Regions from separate parts of the Ovis aries genome. Here region 2 is linked to region 1. The links are chromatin contacts, called in public Hi-C maps. All regions are on one chromosome and are shown on one strand. The core of a region is the stretch at or near the end of the contact, and the rest is flanking DNA. Distances in the headings are between cores, read along the strand shown.

The links. Hi-C and Micro-C count contacts between places; a contact is called where the count stands out from the background.
Region 2: a Hi-C map of blood shows a contact between it and region 1, with 2.5 times the contacts expected there. The contact joins the promoter of MGAT1 here to the promoter of CLK4 in region 1.

What each region holds. Positions count from the first base shown.
Region 1 is chr5:37,442,335-37,447,569 of ARS-UI_Ramb_v3.0, reverse strand. CLK4 (CDC like kinase 4) reads left to right here and starts at 3,136. Exons shown (of 14, transcript XM_012178329.4): 1 at 3,136-3,220.
Region 2 is chr5:37,691,759-37,696,993 of ARS-UI_Ramb_v3.0, reverse strand. MGAT1 (alpha-1,3-mannosyl-glycoprotein 2-beta-N-acetylglucosaminyltransferase) reads left to right here and starts at 2,117. Exons shown (of 4, transcript XM_060415724.1): 1 at 2,117-2,197; 2 at 3,073-3,493. It overlaps LOC105613357 (a long non-coding RNA gene), which reads right to left and starts at 1,605. Exons shown (of 2, transcript XR_009600683.1): 1 at 1,351-1,605.

The DNA.
Region 1 (5,235 bases), core at 1,887-4,386:
ACATAAGATTATTAAGCCAACTAGCAGAGGAATTTGGGGAGTAAATTTCAAACTTTGATTTAATTCAACTTAATTGAGCAAAACAGTCAAAAGCAGCTTTCATAAGCAACCTGCAAATATGTACTGAGTCGTAGCCACTAAGACACCAAAGATAATATAAATTAGGTTTTTGTCTCCATTCAAAGCACATAAGCTGCAGAGAGTAACTAGGAGCACCATAGATGTAATAAGAGAAATGCTACTCATATGACGTTCTCAGCCTCCTCCTGATCACAACACACTTTCAAATATTAGACCTTAATATTTAAGTGGCACACACATTTAAATACTCAAAATGACAGTAAAACAAGACAGCAACAACTACAAAGCAGACTCTGCTACCGGGTAATGTTTTGTGAGGTCTATTTATCCCTCTGTAGGTGTCCTTCCCACTTGGCTGTCTTTTAACTTTTTATATTGCTGTTTGAGCAAAACTGTGCACTTTCCTGATCCTCATGAGACAAAGATCTTTCATGCTCCAGCAAAAATGGTAAGTTTTCTTTGATGCTAGCTTAATTTATGCCTCTGTATGCCTCAAGCTGAGTCCGACTTTACCTTGCAAGATGGCCCAGTCTACTCAGCTAAACATCCTAACTGATAAGATGTTCTTGAAACAGTAAGTATAATCAGATGTAGAACCAATACATTTCACTCTATGGGCAAAATTGGTCAGCATATTTTGGTGGCTCCAGGCACACCAGTGTGCCTTGGCCAGCTGTTTGAGGGCTTCATCTCTAACTGGAGTACTCAAGAAGAGGGAGCTGAGTGGGAACTAATGCAGTCGGGAACGGAATCTTAGAGACAGACATCGAAGGATGGCTGAGATTTAAAATTGTAAACACAGAAATGGTGGCTATTCCAGGTGAGGAGAATAAAGTTGTCTGTTTCATTCTACAGGATATCAAATTTTCACTTCCAACTTTCCAATTATCTTTTCAACTTCACTTCTTCACTTCTTGACATGGGATACAATCTCCATAACAATTCAGTTTATCCAAAGGGGGTGGCACGTGTTCTATGATATTAGATCATGAAATGGCATGCCCTCCTTTCACTCAATGAGGTACAAACTCATTCTATTTGGTTTAGGCCTACAACAGTCCCAACTCTGCCCTCTCATATTTGATTTCTGACTTTCTCTTTTATTCATGTTTGCCAGAACACAAAATCCTGACAGTTTTCAGCACCAACCCTTCCTGCCGCCTCTCTAGCATCTGTCACTGTCAGTCTTTTTCTCATTTAACCCCTTCTCTCCCTTACTCTGGGCTTCCTGGGCTTCCCAGGTGGTGCTGATGGTAAAAAAAAAAAAAAAAAAAAATCTGCCTGCCAATGCAGAAGATGCAAGAGACAGGCGTTTGATCCCTGGATTGGGAAGAGCCCCTGGAGTTGTTGTTGTTCAGTCACTAAGTTGTATCTGACTCTTTGTGACCCTGTGGACTGCAACATGCCAGGCTACCCTCTCCTTCACTGTCTCCTGGAGTTTGCTCTATTTCATGTCCATTGGGTCGGTGATGCTAATCTAACCATCTCATCCTCTGCCACCCTCTTACCCTTTTGCCTTCAATCCTTCCCAGCATCAGGGTCTTTTCCAATAAGCTGGCTTTTCCAATCAGGCAGCCAAAGTACTGAAGCTTCAGCTTCAGCATCAGTCCTTCTAATGAATACTGGAGTAGGAAATGGCAACCCACTCCAGTACTCTTGCCTGGAAAACCCCATGGACAGAGGACTCTGGCAGGCTACAGTCCATGGAGTTGCAAAGAGTCAGACACCACTTAACGACGGAGCACACAGATCCTTACTCCTACCTTACTCTGACACCAACTTTCGGTTCTCCTCTTCTTCTGATCATTCATTTTCAGGCTTTTTTCCTGCCCCGTAAGTGCTCCTTAGGGCTTAAATTTTGACCCTCTTTTCTTACATAAAGCTCACAATGGGAAACGGTCCAGGGATTCTTACAACTGGGAAATATCTTGTTTTAACTGGGCTCACTAGTTCTCAAATATTATTCTCCTGGAAACCTGGGTTCGATCTCTGGGTCGGGAAGATCCCCTGGAGAAGGAAATAGCAACCCACTCCAGTACTCTTGCCTAGAAAATTTCATGAATGGAGGAGCCTGGTGGGCTACAGTCCATGGGGTCGCAAAGAGTCGGACACGACTGAGCGACTTCACATTGGTACTTTGAATAAAACCCACAGGGGTAAATAAAAGGGAAAACTTTGTTAGGGAAACTTTAGCTGCCAAATCTGCTCAGGAGGCAGGTAGGGAGTCTCAACAGAAACTTCTCTTTTTGTTGCTGTTTCTCTCAGGAGCATAGACCTTAAAAAGATAAGCACCTCTGAGCTTGTTTCCTAGGCTATCCTCTTAATTATCGGAATCCATTTTTAGACAGGAAGTTGCAAGCAGGCTCAACTACACTATCCCCAGCACCAGTCTGGACCTGGTTACCGAGCCGATTTGGGGCTTGTCTCTTTCGTGATGACTGTGCCTGAGTTGAGGGATTGAGGGCCAGAGGAGAAGGGGACGACAGAGGATGAGATGGTTGGATTCCATCACTGACTCAATGGATATGAGTTTGAGTAAACTTCGGGAGTTGGTGATAGACAGGGAGGCCTGGCGTGCTGCGGTTCATGGGGTCGTAAAAAGTCGAACACGACTCAGCGACTGAACTGAACTGAGGTCCTCCGGTAGGCGGAAGGCAGGCAGCCAAAGTGCCATGGTGCGGCCCACTTGGGCGGAAGGGCAGGAAACGGAGCTTTCGTCGCCTCTGCTGAGAGGTGCAGCATTCAGAATAACCCCTCCCACAGCTGCAGGCAGGCGCCACAAGCTTAGGGCGTTTCCGCCCAGTTTGACCCAGGTGCTCCCAGAACGAAAACAATCTACGGCGCAGCCTCAACCAAAGCAGGTCTCAGGGCGCGGACTGCTCGGCGGGGAGAACTGCGTGGTGGAGGGCGGGGCCAGCCCTGACGTCACGTGGAGCCCGCCCCTTAGGGGTGGGGAGGGAGCGCGGGAGCTCTGTCACGCAGGCGCGTTCGCCTGGTGTGGGCGGCGCTAGAGGCTGCCGGGGGGTTGTAGGGAGACGGCGCTGCCGCCATTTTGTAGGGTGTTTGTCGCAGCTTTTGGAGAGAGAAGACGGCGGTTTGCCGACAATTCTCGGCCAAAGGGCCTTTTGTTTTTGCGGAGGTAAGGCTTCAGGCACTGTGTTCTGGGCTGGGCGGCTTCCCAGTTTTGTAAGTCTCGAAGCCAGGTGTCGGAAAAACGACGGGATTCGGGGCCTTGGCGACCGGGGTGCGCTTGGGACACAGCTCTGCTTGTGACATTTAAAACCTAAAGTTGCCCGGGCGTCATAGTAGATTTAAAATCTTAGGGATAAAAGGCCTCGGCTCTGCCGCTAGGTTTTTTCAGAGCACCCAGGCCTCTCGCATCATGGCAACTTAGGCCGTGCTTCGTCCCGCCGGTCAGAGGACCTGTCTTGGAACCCTTCTAGAACCGCCTGGAGCAAGTATACTCCTAGGTCAAACCTTCCCCTGGGTGCCTGTCCTCAGCTGTTGGTAGCATTCGGGGATTTTCCGGGGTCAAATCTCTTAAGTGCGCCAAAGGCCCTGGCCAAGTGCCCTGGCGGATAGGCTGGGGCTGTGGACTGGGCGTCCGAGGGCAAGTCTGCGAGTTCAGGTGGAATTTAGCTCGTGCTTATGAGATGTAAATATGGAGAGACTCATCCATTGTGCAAACTTTTTAAAGTGGAGCGTGTCATTATTGCAGCAGATTTGCATTTCTGATGCTTTTGAATCACACTGTCTTTCATTACTTAAGCAACCGTGGTATGCTTATCCTGTCCTTTGGAAACAGCACTCCAAACTGACCGGGTCAATCTCCTGATCTCATTTTATAGCTATCTTTGTATGCTTGTGTTCCATACATACACCTTCAGGCTTTTTGTTATCAGGTACATCCTCTTGGAGCCATCTAATCATAACTTTAACCTTTATAGATATTTTAAAGCCATATATATAGATATAAAATTGTTGGGTAAAATAGAGTGTTAAAAGGCAGTAGAGAATCAGGTTTCCAAGACGGATATAGACATATCTGGTGTTTTTTGTATCTGGTGTTTTTATTGGAAGATGTCTGATGGTTCTAACATGTAGAATTCTTACTAGTTAGAGGTAATGCAGTAATTTTAGGGGGTTGGGTTTTTGTTTTTGTTTTTTGTTTTGTATGTGAAGGAACTTAATTTGTGTAACCTGGGTCCGGGATTCTTTTCTTGGCCTCCTAAGAAAATAATTCTGAATAGCAGTGAAGGAGGGCTTCCTAACATGAATTAAAACGAAAGTAGTGAACTTGGCTAGAGAAATAAAAAACTTTGGCTCTCCCAAGACTGTTATTTTAATATTTGCACATTGATAACTGGTTATATAAGAATTACGTTTTGTTCACAGGTGAGCTAGTTTTGGCTGGCTGACAGTAGAAGGAAAAAACTGAAGCAGACATGTTTTGCAAAAACTATGTATTAGTCATAATAATAAGCATCAAACATCAGATGGGATTTTGCTTGGTATGATTTAAGAATGCTTAACTAAGCAATTTTAAAGTTCCTTTGTGATTAAAATACAGTTGGGGTAATCAAAGGGTCAGAAGAATTCCACTAAAAATAGAGTTCTTTTTATGGCTTTTCTGATGGTCTTTTTTGCTCCTTAATTTATAGTGTGATTTATTTCAGTTTCCCATATTCAAATGACCTATGAATAGGTCAAATCCAAATGCTCACTTACCAATTTCCAGTGAGAACCCTAACTAGAGTTTTAGAGCTTTTGTTTAACTTAACCAGTGCCTTGTCTGTCTTTTTTAAAGCAAGCTAAAAGAGAAGCTGCATATCAGAAGTATGTGTGATGGGCATAGCGTTAGAATCAGTAAGAGAAGTGAGTTAAAAGACCTGAGTATTAGTGGCTTCAGGCTTTGATGGCATTTTAGCTATATTTTCTTAGGAAATACCTCCCAGGAGATGCCTCATTTCAAAATCTTTTGTAAACCATTTGAAATCATTTAAGTTGTGTTACTTGAATTCATTTGCTTGTTACTGAGTCATTTGGTCAAACTGAAGGAGGTTAACTAAGCTGGCTTTGTTCCAGTTTACCTTTTTCAGCTCCTTGCTTGGTTGTGAAACTCAGGGCCTTCAACAGAGTTTGGACAGCTGTTAA
Region 2 (5,235 bases), core at 868-3,367, 250 kb before region 1:
TCTACCTGGAGGTTCCTGTGACCTCGTACCCAGAGGATTCAGTAATTTGCTAGAACAACTCACAGAACTCTGGGAAACACTTACCTATGTTTATTAGTTTATTAAAGGATATAGATGAATGCCAGATGATATACAGAGGTAGAGGCCTGGGGTGGGGAATATGGGGGTGGGGGAAAGGCATGGGGGGGCAGGTCCCAAGCACAGGAGCTTCAGTCTTCCTGAGTTGAGGGTGTGGCACCCTCCCAGTGTGTGGATGTGTTCACCAACCTGGAAGCTCTCTGAACCCCATTTTGTTGGAATTTTAAAGGATGCTTCATCATCTCAGCATGATTTATCATTAGCTTCATTTTCAACCCTTCTCTCAATCTCAATACAATGGCAAGCGTAGGGGGTGGCATGAGAGTGAAGTCAAAGTCGCTCAGTAACGTCTGACTCCTTGTAACCCCATGGACTACATAGTCCATGGAATTCTCCATGCCAGAATACTGGAGTGGGTAGCCTTTCCCTTCTCCAGGGGATCAAATCCAGGTCTCCGGCATTGCAGGTGGATTCTTTACCAGCTGAGCCACAGGGAAGCCTTCCCATAAAGAAAGGCGCAGGAGGGAGATGCTAAAAAATTCCAACTTTCTAATCGTGGCTTGATCTTTCCAAAGATCAGCTCCCATTCAGAAGCTGTCTAGGAGCCCAAAGTTGCTCCTTAGAACAAATGACATTCCTATCACCCAGGAAACGCCAAGGGTTTTTGTAGCCTTGTGGCAAGAACTAAGGTCAAAGGTCAAATATTATAACAAAAGAGCCTCCTAGTACTCTCATCACATGTGAAAATTCAAAGGATTTTAGCAGCTCAGTATCAAAGAAGATATTCCAGAAGACTACAGACTAAGTTCCAGTTTTCAATAAAAGGGGAAAAAAACAAAGGTTGCAAAGTCATCCACAGCCCTGGCAAAATTTTAGAACATGTCATTAAGTAGACGACATATGAACAAAAATTAGTAGTAGCTCCTTTTGCATGCAGTTTTAAGGCAAGAACAGGTCTGACCAATACATTTAGAAAAAAATCAACCAGGGCAATTTTGGAAACTGGAAGTCTAATGTTTCAAGGTGTGGAAAGGTTCAAGAGGAGACTGTTTGCCTAAGATAGTGGCAACACAGGTTAGTGTCACAGACTGCAAGGTTCGCGATCAGCCCTTATCACTTTCTAGCCATCTAACCACTGCAAGACTTCTGTGCTGCTCAGGGAACGGTAACCATGGTCCAGACTTGCGCGTACTAACACTAATACTTGACAAGGGCTCCGCGCAATACGTGTAAAACAGTTGTCCTGGGGGTCGGAGGGGGAGGAGAGCTTACTGTATGAGTAGTCTCTTTTCAGACCCAAGGAAGGTCCTGCCTCCGTTAGAGATACAGCGAGAAAAGTAAGCAATAAACAAAGCAGCTTTCTTCTAGTACTGCTACAGAGCTCTCAGCGCAGGAACGGGTGAACACAGGCCTTGGTGCTTCCAGAATTGCTTCTCACCAGGACTCGAATCCAGAGAGTGGGCCAGCTTAACCCTTCTTCAGAACCCCAAAGAGGCAGGTTGTTGCGACAGTAAAACCGAGGGGAATGGGCGAGACTACTCCTGGCCGACTCCGCCCTCACTTCCGGGCTCTCGCTCCGCCCCCTTCCCGCCCAAGTCCAGCCTGGCCAAGCCGTCCAAGCACCAAACTTCACCACCCGGCCGAGGTGTCATGCGCATGCGCTCTTCTTTCCGCGAGGCTCGACGTGACGCAAGCTCCGGCTTTCCGCCACACTCTGCCCCGCCCCCTCCTTGCACAGCCGTTACTCTTGTCCCCATGTCCTTTGTCACCCGCACTCTGTCCTGCCCACACCTCGTCTGCAGTTCTGTGAATAGTAACTGCAAAACAACCTCAAGTCCTGCAGAGTCACGTTCCGTGCTCCCTTGGTGGCGGTGGTGATAGGCAGGGGGAGATAAGGCGGGATGACGGGAGGTGGCACTTGCCGCGGACCCACTTCCGGAGGACGGACGGAAGTGGCTGTGGTAGATGGTGGGAGGGGGAAAGGAGTGCGAGGGGAGGGCCGGGCGCCGGGGGTCGAGGGGGTGGGGCCTGGGCCGGTAGTGGGGACCCGGCCTGGGGCCTGGAGTCCGACCAGGGGTGGGCTGCGGATACCTGCCGAGTCTGGGTGGGCGGGACCCAGGTAAAGAACTAGCGCAGATAGGGCGAGGGTCGTCTGGGCCGCAGAGGGGTGCGGGGATCAGAATCTAGAGAGGGTCGCGTTGTTACCCTCTTTCCCAGTGAACACAGAGCAAGGGGTTCCGGCGAGAAGGGTGGGAGGAGTCAAATTCTTGGCTGGGTGGGGGGGCGTTCTTGTGGACGCCACGCCCCTACAGGAAGGAAAGGCGCGTGCGTGTGTGTGTGTGTGTGTGTGTGTGTGTAGGAATAAACTTAGAAGGGAGGGGGCGGCCGGGGTGGGCCACTGGATTGAAAAAATTGGAACATCACTGGGGCTGTTGGTGGTAGCATTCGGGCCTCTAGCATTTCAGGAAAGTGCTCTCGGGAGTCGCCCCAGGAAGGAGTTTGACGAAGATTGGGAATTACATCTTTGGCACAGTTTTGGAAGGGGGGGCTGCCAGTGAAGGGAAGGGGGCAAAGAATGCTTGTAGAAGGTGCCAGCGTCTAGGTCTGGTATGGATTTAATTCAGACTGGGAGAGTTGGCCGATTAAAACACTGCACACCCTAAGAAGCTTGGGAGATGTAGGGCGATTAGTGTGTGGCACAAACAAGAGGAGAACAGGAGGAGAATGTTCTTTTCTGTATTTCTTAGAAGTCAGTCTCCACACAGCAGTGGTTTTAGGTGCTGTCTTTCCTTTACCTTGAGTCATATTTGTATACATATTGTTGAGGTGACTGTTTTGGGGTGGAATATGTGAGTGAGGTAGGTACTTTGAATAACCTTGTGGAGTGTTTAAGGAAGGGTTTTTGATGATAATCTCATTTAGGTAAGAGGTATTAGGGATTCCTTTGGGTATATAATAGATTAGAGAGTGTCATGATGTTTAAATATTCTTCAGGTTAACACAGAAATCAGCTTCCTGGGCCATGCCGGTTCTAAGGCCTGTTTCCTCTCATGAGCTTCAACAGAAGACGGACTCTCCAGCCCTCACAGTGGATGACTTTCCTTCCCTGAACAGGAGACGGAATAGTACCTGGGATCTGCCTATCACTGACTCTGGGCTTAATAAACCAGCTGAATGAAGGGATGTAATAGACCTCTGGGAGGAACACTGAAGCCTGCAGGGGGGGGAGGGACCTGGACATACTCCTTCCCCCCCAGACTCCTCCCACTCAGAGTCCACTCAGCCATGGACTTTGGACCTGGACCAGAGGAGAGAAGCTGCGCTTCGGTGTTTCTAATCTGGGATTCTCAGTTTTGGAAATGGAGTACTGAATGGGGGTTTGATGATCTTCAGGGGAGCAGCTGAGAGAAGAAAGGTAAGGTTCCTGTCTCATTTCCCACTTGGTGTCTTGCTGCTCCTGTGCAGATAGTGTTGAGTGGGGCGAGTCCGGGGACACTGCCATTCAGAAAATGCCCTGATGAGAACTCTTACCCTGATGGGTACACAGGAAACTTCACCTCTCCTTCCCTCTCAGGGTGCAGGCTTGTTCCCAGTAGCTCATTACCCAGATAGAGTACCTTGAAAGGAGTTGTGAGCAATGGCAGTGGTGAGGTTAGACCAAGGAGAACATAAAAAGACTTTAGGCCTCTGAAGGGAGGTTGTATTAGATTACTTGTCAGGGCTTTTTCCCCACTTGGGTAATAGGATTCCAAGTCAGTTTGGGCTAAATACAACTCTGGAATGGATTATCCAGGCTGAGGCAGACTGCTGTGTTTTGGAGAGCTAACTAAATAGAGCTGCCTTGGGTGGGGGCAGGTAGCAGATGGTCTGGAATACCTCCTAAGTTGCCTCTCGTCCTTCCCCTTTAAGGAAATGTAGGCTGTGAAACCTCACTGTAAGAGCAGAGGAACAGAACATAGGTTTGGGAATCAGGATTTGTGTCCTAACTCTGCCATTCTTAGTGTACAACCACTAGATATGTCAGTTAAGCTATGCCATGTTCTCTTCACTTGCAAAATGGGGACAACTAACTTTCCAAGTCCGTCACAGGTTGTTTGCAAGGAACAAATGAAATGATAGATTTTTCAGAATCTAGATTTTTCATCCAGGGCCATGTACATGTGGCAGAGTGACATTGTTATTGCTTGATATGCTTGTATAGTTGCATGGAGAAAAACTGAATTAGGACTTCTGTTCATTTATTGAATTAGTGTTCTGGCAAAAGTCTTATTTGTGCTTAATTAAAAGTCTGTCCTGAATTTGTCTCATCCCTTTGCTACTAGCCAATACCTCCTATCATGAAGTGGTGGCAAAGGTGCATGGGTTCAAAGAGAGCTCAGATTGAGGGATTCTGCCAGATACCTTGTTGGCTCTCAGAGCTCTCCAGTCTGCTAGGCATGTGTGCCTCTTTGGGGTAGCAGACCAAAGAGAGGTGGAGAGAAGTGTAAGTCTCAAGGACCAAGTGTCTGTTAGTAGATGGAGCTCCATTTCTTGGAGTGAGGGCCTTTCCTTTCTATGCCACATCCTGGTCATCTGTCCTGCTCTTTGAAGTGACAGTGTTTTTCAGACTGCCATTGTTTAGCCTTCTATATTTTTGCAGGCTCTATTCCCATATAAAGCAGAAGCTGTTCATCTTACCTTCTTGCCTTCCGTTCCTTCCTTGAATTCCAATTTACCTATCCCAAGATGCCTGCTTTTCTGAGTGACAACAACAGCAGAAAGGAGAGGTGATGGAAATTTTGATAGACAGGATACAGCGGACTGGGCAAAGGGTAGGAAGCTTGGCTTCTAGCATCTCTTTGCCTCTCACTAGCTGTGTAACACCTAGGCCTCATATTCAGTGGGCATTTGCAAGCTGAAAAGCGTGTATTTATGACTTGGTTTCTTTCTTTCTCCCTTCCTTCTTTTCCATAGGAGTCTGTGAGGCCCCCAGTGGCCTGAGGGCTGGGCAGGCAGACCTAGGTGGCTTCCTGGTCCTAGGTATTTCTTCTCTAGTCTGATGCCTGAGATAGCTCGTTTGAGGCTGGGCTTCTACTATAGGGTGGGTCTGTCACCTCCCCTAGCTTTGCCCACCAAATTCCTGGTGCTATTCTTTGCTTAGACACTGGGATCACAGTG